3 separate regions of the Mus musculus genome follow, and all the other regions are linked to region 3. A link is a contact called in public HiCAR-type and promoter capture Hi-C data. All regions are on one chromosome and are shown on one strand. The core of a region is the stretch at or near the end of the contact, and the rest is flanking DNA. Distances in the headings are between cores, read along the strand shown.

Region 1 (2,700 bases), core at 197-2,696, 730 kb before region 3:
GCGAGAGAAGGATGCAGTACAAAGGAAAACATACACACAAACCTAACACAAGAGCGAGCCACCAAAATGTGAATGCTAAAGTTTCGAAGGGCCCAGAAACGGTGCTACATCATGCCAGCACTTGGTAAATATATTCCACACCATTGGTCATTAGGGAAATATAAACACAAGCCACTTCCTACGAACTTCAGAGGACAAAGAAAAAAGGCAGCAGATAGTGCTGTCAGGGTCAGGAGAAACCTGAGCATTCATCTACTGTCAATGATAACATAAACTGGGGCACTCTCTCAAAGTCTGGCAGGTCTTCAAAACATCAGCATTGCCACATAACCCAGAGATTTCACTAGAGAATAGCCTCGAGATGATCAACACTGTTCACACCAAAGTTTGCACACAGAATGTCCCTACTAGCATCATTCCTTTACAGGCCAAAAGTGAAAACCAAGCATACTTTCAACACAATTGAGGATGGCATCAGCTCTCAAAACAAAAGCTGTCTGATACAGACTCCAACCTGGATTAACCTTTAAAACAGAGTATATCTCCAACTACATAGAACTATCCGGAAAAGGTAAATCTATAGACAGAAAGTAGGAGAGTCTGTAGGGCTGAGAAGGTGAGCAGAAGTGTGGAGAGTGACATCTAATGAATTCCAAGTCTTTTTTTATTTTTTTGCTTTTTGGTTTTTTATAAAGTAAGGAAACGGTAATAAAACTTATTGTAGGTACTGAATAGCTCTGCAAAAATACTAAAAACTCATTGGACTGTACGCTTTAAGTGGGAGCACTTATAACTAGATGAATGTTATCTTAATAAAGCAGCTTTAAGACCAGGAGTGGGGGCGCGGGCCTTAATCCCAGCACTCAGAAGACTGAGGAAGATGATCTCTGTGATTTCGAGGTCAATCCGATCTACCATCCGATACTACAAAGCCCGATGCCTCTCGAGGTGCTCATAAACAATCCTGGACAGTTCTCAAGGGTCAGACTGACTTAGAAAGGCCCGCCCACTTGTGATCCCGCAGAACCCATGCCATTCCCGAGGACTCCCCTGGAAGGACAGTGAGCAAAGCACCAGGTCAGGCACGTTAGGTGTCTGGACAGCGTCCCGACCTCCACTGTGAGTACCGTCCCTCCACAGCCCAGATCCTCCAGCCCGCGGTCGAGATGCACCTACCTAAGGCACAAGCCATGGCAGAGCCCACTAGGCCTCCTCCTGACACCACCACGTCGTACACGGTGTCTGCCGAGGAGCCCGCCCATCGCTGGCTGGCAACTAGCGGGCCTCCTCTGGCTGCGAGCTGCGCGGAACTCCACCAGCGAACGCAGAGCAAGCCTGCCATGGAGCCAATGCGGGCCGCCATAATGACTCCTGCCTGCGCCCGCGCCCGGGACTTCTCCCTGATAGGTCCTGGAAAGTGCTTCCGGGGCAGTCGTCAACCTTGTGTGGTTTTAGCCCTGTCTTCAAAACCGGAAATAAAATAGTTGAAGAAAATTATCCAATCAGAAGACGCTCTTGCCTCATTGGGCGGAACAGACTAAAGACTGGAAGCCAATCCAAGGCTAAAGCCATGAAGGGGCGTGGCTAGCAGTACCTAACCGCCGGCGCCGCTGTCACGGTTGTCACTGCTGCTTTCACCTCTGCTTCTCTCTCTCTCTAGTTAGGAAGATGACTGTGGGGAGGACTGCGGGAGGTCCTGAGTGCGCCGAGTGGAGCCGTGAGGTGAGTGGAGAAAGGAGGAAGTCGGATGCCTCAGCAAGGAATCCTCAAGAGTGGAAACTGTTTAGCGTTGCCGTGGAGACAGAGTCAGGGGCGTGTCATCAAAGGGCGAAGAATTAAAATTGGCAGCGCTTGGGCACTTAGAGAACCAGTCTTGGGGGACGTGGGTCTTTTGTGTCTTGTACCAGGCTCTGATATCAGGAATCGTACTAATAACAAACCACGAATTAACCTTGAAAATCTTAAAAGCGATCTCTATCTTAATATGATTATCCAGAAAAGGCAAATCTAGGGGGCGCGTCATTGCATGGGGCTGAGGTGAGGAGAAACAGGGAGAGACTTCTAAAAGGGCTGAGGAGGTGAGGAGAGACTTCTAAAAGCTTCCAAGGTTTTTGTTGTCGTTTTAGAGTAAGGAAAACGCACCGAAACGCAGCTCTTCAAATATATTAAAATTCATTAAACTGAATGTGTTTAATGTGTTGTATCCTCTCAAACCCATTTTCTAGAAAAGAAAAGAGATGGGTTAAGCAATTTGCCCCGAAATCTCTGAAAACAGAAAGTAGGCTGGTAGTTGCCTAGGGCTGACAGGTTGAGAGGAAGATGTGGGAGGGTTAAGGGATATAAGTGACAATTAAATGCTACACTGGTGCTTCAGAGCAGAGATTCTCAATCTGTTTCACCTAAGATCATCCTGCATATCAGATATTTACCTTACAATTCATAACAGTAGCAAAATTACAGTATTAACAATGAAAATGACTATGGTTGGGGCTCACCACCACATGAAACACTGTATTAAAGGGTCGATGCATTAGAACAGTTGAGGACACTGCTTTAGAGGAATGGTGAAAATGGTCTGACTTCTACTGTGATTGCTAGATGACCCTGGCTGTTTTAGAAACTGGAGGAGAGTACGCTTTGAATGGCTCACTTGTACACTATGGACATTGTGTTTCAATAAAGTTGTTTTTAAAACGAAAG
Region 2 (2,700 bases), core at 52-2,551, 680 kb before region 3:
AAACCTCTTCACTGACATACTCCTCCCCCCACTGCCCCCCCAAAAAAAACCTTAGAAATTGTGGGATTTACCTAAATTTGACACCTACTGGGATACAAAGCTCAAATTAGAACCACATTTTCTGATGCTTGGCTGCCCTGTATCTGCCACAAAGTGTAATTTCTCAACGCCAAACACCCAGAATTGCGCGTTTTGACCTCAAACTATGTTTTATTCTCTTTACATATGTTCCACTGATCTTTGTGTCTAATGTAATGTAAATGTATGAACTCTTAACCCCAAATCAATAATATTTCACTCCCAAATGGTTCCTAAGTACATCTCAGAGCCTCATGAGCAAGTGAGATAAAGTTTAATAAACTAATTGGATCGTCTTCTTTTGAGAAACTTCAGAGAACAAGTTGAACGAGCAAAACACATCCTGGCTGCAAACACTCGCTGCCCACACACGGGCCTGAGGTGACAGGCAAAGGAGACCCCAGAGGTCCGGCTCTGGTCCGCAGACGTCCCTTCCCTATTCCAGCCCAAGGCAGAGAGTGGACCCAGGAAAGGTGCCGGCAGCCCTGGGTGAAACGCGGGCAGGGCACCGCTGTCAACCCTTCCCGCCAGCACAAAGGCCTCAGCCGAAGGCCCTTAGGTCTGCGGGCGGGCCCAGCCGCGGGTGCAGTCCGGAGCCTCCGCCCGGGGGACTCGCTGACTCCCGCGTTCTGGGGGGGCAGGCTGGTCTCCAAGCTCCCTCCCTCAAGAACAAGCAAAGGAGGAGAAACGGTGCGCCCCAGATCCCCAAAGGGGTTAGGGCCGCAGCCGCCGGGCTTCGGACCGGTCGCTCCCCGCCCGCTAGACGCCTGGGGGAGTCTGGGGGGACGGCTTCCTTGCGCCCTTCGGGGGCGAACCCGGCTCTAGATCCCCAGACCCCATAAGTGGCTTCCTTTCTCGGCGGGACCACCTACCCGAGCGGGGGTGGCTACACTAGCCTGGAGCTCACCTTCCAGTCTCGGGCAGCCGTCCGTCCGTCAGTCAGCCCCGAATCCCGTCCACACACGGCGTCTTCCGGCTCCCGCCGGAAGCAGCTCCAGAGCGGGACAGGAAGTTTGGCCGCCCCCCATCAACATACCCACTCGCTTTCTTCTCCGCCCGCGGGTGTTTCTCAGGAGGAGGCGCTGACTCTTGGGCCGCTGCTTGAGAGCGATCCTTCGCTCCCCGCTACATACACACGCATACACAGCCCGAGACACACACAGGGTTCCCTCCCGGCCGAGGAACCGCAGCGCCCCGTCCCCTCCTGTCTGCCCTTCAGGGTTCTCAGGTCCGCGAAATCTGAAACCAGGTCAGTGCAGTCTAGCCGTGACGTCACTGCCTTCCCGCTGAGCGGAGCTGTTCAGCAGGGGCCGCGGCGGCTGGGATGGGTGAGACGGCGCGGGGTGGAGGGTAGCTTTCTCCGGAGCTGAGGACCTGTGACAGCTCCCGAAACACCAAAAGCCCATGAAGAGCACCTGAAATGTTCATGGCCCAAAGAGGGACCTGGAAATCAAGCCTTGCATTGCCCCTAGGACTGGGTGTGAATTTAGGCACACGTACAGCGTTAGAAACATTTAAGAATTCTCCAGAGATCTTGGATGCACTGACTGAGGGCTCAGATAACTAAGTTCCAAGCTGGATAATAGTTCTTGTTGAAACTTTCGAGTTTGACTGCATGAAACTTAAGATCTGCAGTGGTGGCACACGCCTGTAACTCCAGCAATCCCAGTACTCCAGGAGTTCCCGGTGAACGAGGGCTACATAGTTGAGACCTTGTCCAAAAAAACAAAAAACAACAACAACAACAAAACATGATGCGGTGTGGAAGAGTAGGGGACTAAAGATAGTGCCTGTGAGATATAATGTTCTCTGAAGGCGCTCATTTTCAAGTTAGAGATAAGCCAGGAGTCTGGATGAGCTAGGGAGTCATAGTTTTGGTACAAAATGTTCCGGGAGAAAACATTTCCTCGATACAGTTTGTCCTGCGCACTGAGAAGCATGACTGTGATCCCATTTGAGGATGGCCATGACAAGGACAACTGGCCTACACAGTATCTGGGACAAAAATCTTGGGGTGGCAAGGAGATGTTTACTAGGAGCTAAAATCCTAAAATTTAAGAAAGGATTAAAAAACAAAGATTTACCAGTTACCACTATATGAAGAGATGAAGAACTGTTCAGAAAGAAAAACTGGGGTCCAGAGAAAGTATGTAAAACAAGGTTAGAACGCTGCAAAATTTGATTTAGTGGCTGCTAATTTGTTTTGCCTCTAAAATATATTGACTGTAAAAAAAAAAAGTGGTCATAAGTCATACTCAGAAAACATCTCCAGTTTTATTTTTCTAAAGGTTGAGAAAATTAAGAAAACAAATGTGATACATCAGTATATCTGGAATAGTCATGTCTATAACCATTGGTTAATTTACTTAATCCTATAGCTTTCTGGAGCTTGATTACTTGGGGCTTGTTGTGGGAAGGTACCATTGGGGATTGACCTCAGAGCCCCTAGAGTACTGATCAGTGTTCTGCCCTGACCACTCCGACTCACTTTCATCAGTGAAACTCTTAGTGATGTTTATATCTATTAGTTCTCCAAAGTATAAGCCCAGAATGGGGATACAGGCCTTTAACACTGGCACTCGGAGGCAGACAGCCAAGTGGATATCTTTGAGTTCCAGGCCA
Region 3 (2,714 bases), core at 147-2,646:
CTGAGCAATTGAATGTCTTATGAGAACACTGAACTCTTTGAAATATCTTTTATAAAAAAATTAAAGTTCTCACAAAATTACATTCGTGGTGTGAATACTCCCCGTTAAACTATCAACCTTTCTTAAATCTATATACAGGCTTACAAGAATCAATATCATACAGCGACCCTCTTACTTGTGGGGAAAAAAAACAAGAGATTTTTAAACTGAAGAGAAACTGAAATTGAGGGTGCTCACAGACAACACACAAAAAAACTGTTTATACAATACTGCCTCTACCTGATTCACCTTATTTCACTAAAGCACTATGATACAAGAGAAGCCCAATCTTTTCCCTCCTTTTGGTCGGCTTTACTCTGACCTGTATCAAAATGGCATTTCCACGTCAATATAAATCCATTATTACATAACTTCAAGATAACCTTCATACTCTTATTTCGAAAACTGTATTTAAAAATCAATACTGAAAACAAAAGGAGGGCAGCATATTTTAATATGAAGAAGGCTGGTGCCGCCTAGAATGAATGGAGAGATCCTTTACAGCATCCCTCCCAATCGGAAAGGGGATCAGACGGTGAAACTCATCACTAGCTCCAACAAGCAGGAAAGGTGCTTTAAAACCAAAAAAGTGGCCACTCGATAAACTCAAGGAGGGGTGGGGCCCGTTCTTTTGGCGGCTGGCACTAGACTACCAGACAGAAAAGAAATCCGTTGGTGGCCCGCACCTCGCTCCAAGAGTGGGCGCAGGCTACTTTCAAGGCGCAGCCTGGAGGCACTTGAGTCCTCGGCCCCGGAAACCTACTGAGAGGTGGCTCTGGAGGCCCCGAGGAGACAAGGGCCTCCGGGCCGACCGATCCTAGCCCTGGCTAAGACAGGAGCCCCGTCAGGGCCCGAGGCGATTCGCTCCCAAACTGAAACGGAAGCCAATAGACAAAGTGGGCGACAAAAAATAAAATAAAATTCCCGGAGGACCGCTCCGGCCGTGGGCCCGGCCTCCCCGGGCTCCTGGTTCACTGGTTTTTCCGAGGCCTTGGAGGGGAAGAGAAGCCCGAGCCGCGTGCCCGTCCCCTCCCCCACCCCGCCCCGTCTCCCCACCCCCCCCCACCCCCCACCCCGCTGGGCCTCCACAGCGGCCCTGGCTTCTCCGCCGCCGCCTCCTCCTCCCGCAGCTGAGGTAGCAGGTCGAGCGGTTTCCTCACGCGTTCGGAAGCGTGGACTCACCCGCCGCTAAGAAAACGGTACTGTCTTCGCGGCCTCTGGGCGTCAGGTGATGGAGTGGGGCTCCACCGGTTCGAGGTGTCTGCGCGCCGCCCGACTCTAGAGACTGGTTCCGAAGCGCCTACTCGCCTAGGCCGCAAAACACAGCCGCGCTGCGCGGGGAGCTCCTGGAGGGCTTCCTCTTGCCCGGCGTGCACTGCGCCAGGAGGCGTGGAAAGGGATAACCATAGAGAAGGTGATGCCTAGATAGTCTCCGCCGTCGCCTCTGACTCATTAAGTACAGAGGGATGACCATAGAGTGGGATTGTCTAGTGGGACCTAGAGAGGCTCGAGCTGTAAATTACCACCCACCCTGCCATTTTTGATTGGAGCCGATTGAATCTTATGACTGTGCGACGCCATCTTGAGGTCAAGGTTCCGGCTGGTTACTCGCGCGGGGCTTGTTACAGGTTTTCTCACATTTTTTGGTAGTTCGTTTTCCAGGAATTAGAACCTTGGTCTCCTGATTCTTGGAGGTTCGATGACCTGATACCTGGGCGGGACCGAGAACCTCAATAGAAAGCCCAGATGTCATTTGTTCTTCGCAAAGTACTGCTCACACCAAGAAATAACTGGCAACGGCTATATTGGGTTTTTTGGACTTTTTGTGCGTACACACACTATATCTTAGGCGAGGTAACAGGGTCAAAGAGGTAACTAGATGCTTGGTATCTTCAGAAACCTGTAAGAATATTTAATGCAACTTTCCGCAGTGTGCGAATGACTAAAAATACTAAAACAGTGAAAATGAATACTCACAAATTACTGGGTTATCCAAATTATGGAATTTATAAGCAGTATCTGCTGCTTTTGTTTCCTGTTACTCAGAAGGATTTTATAATTCGTTTACAAGGAGCTTGTCTCTCTGAAGGTGGAGAGTGAGATTTATTCCTGTCCTGGGAGAGCTGGAGTCCTGGGATAACAAATAGCAAACCTTGGTTGGTTAGTGTATTAGTCAGGGTTCTCTAGAGTCACAGAACTTATGGATAATTTCTAAATAGTAAAGGAATTTATTGATGACTTACAGTCGGCAGCCCAATTCCCAACAATGGTTCAGTCGCAGCTGTGAATGGAAGTCCAAGGATCTAGCAGTTACTCAGTCTCACGCAGCAAGCAGGCGAAGGAGCAAGAGCAAGAGCTAGAGCTAGACTCCCTTCTTCCAATGTCCTTATATTGTCTCCAGCAAAAGGTGTAGCCCAGATTAAAGGTGTGTTCCACCACACCTTTAATCCCAGATGAAAGGCATAGCCCAGATTAAAGGTGTGTTCCTTAACTCGGAGATTCAATCTTCTGGAATCCATAGCCACTATGGCTCAAGATCTTCAAACCAAGATCCAGATAAGGATCTCCAAGCCTCCAGATAAGGGTCACTGGTGAGCCTTCCAATTCCGAATTGTAGTTCATTCCAAATATTGTCAAGTTGACAACCAGGAATAGCCACTACAATCCACCCCTTG

Evidence for each region. HiCAR-type assays count read pairs that join an accessible place to other places. Capture Hi-C pulls out chosen DNA fragments and counts their contacts.
Region 1: a promoter capture Hi-C map of adipose tissue shows a contact between it and region 3, with 2.8 times the contacts expected there. The contact joins the promoter of Coq6 here to the promoter of Rbm25 in region 3. A contact is called at or near these places in 2 of 39 promoter capture datasets (hippocampal neurons and pre-B cells), 3 of 115 datasets of contacts at active chromatin or transcription factors (astrocytes, embryonic forebrain and memory CD8 T cells) and 1 of 9 other capture datasets (adipose tissue).
Region 2: a HiCAR-type map of astrocytes shows a contact between it and region 3, with 3 times the contacts expected there. The contact joins the promoter of Zfp410 here to the promoter of Rbm25 in region 3. A contact is called at or near these places in 2 of 39 promoter capture datasets (the HPC-7 cell line and hippocampal neurons), 1 of 484 Hi-C or Micro-C datasets (myocytes), 3 of 115 datasets of contacts at active chromatin or transcription factors (astrocytes, embryonic hindbrain and memory CD8 T cells) and 1 of 9 other capture datasets (adipose tissue).

What each region holds. Positions count from the first base shown.
Region 1 is chr12:84,360,714-84,363,413 of GRCm38.p6, reverse strand. It overlaps Coq6 (coenzyme Q6 monooxygenase), which reads right to left and starts at 1,446. Exons shown (of 12, transcript NM_172582.3): 1 at 1,177-1,446. The coding sequence starts at 1,363. It overlaps Fam161b (family with sequence similarity 161, member B), which reads left to right and starts at 1,586. Exons shown (of 9, transcript NM_001358283.1): 1 at 1,586-1,722. The coding sequence starts at 1,669.
Region 2 is chr12:84,315,460-84,318,159 of GRCm38.p6, reverse strand. It overlaps Zfp410 (zinc finger protein 410), which reads right to left and starts at 1,301. Exons shown (of 12, transcript NM_144833.4): 1 at 986-1,301. It overlaps Ptgr2 (prostaglandin reductase 2), which reads right to left. Exons shown (of 10, transcript NM_029880.3): 10 at 2,328-2,700.
Region 3 is chr12:83,630,925-83,633,638 of GRCm38.p6, reverse strand. It overlaps Rbm25 (RNA binding motif protein 25), which reads right to left and starts at 1,396. Exons shown (of 19, transcript NM_027349.4): 1 at 1,222-1,396.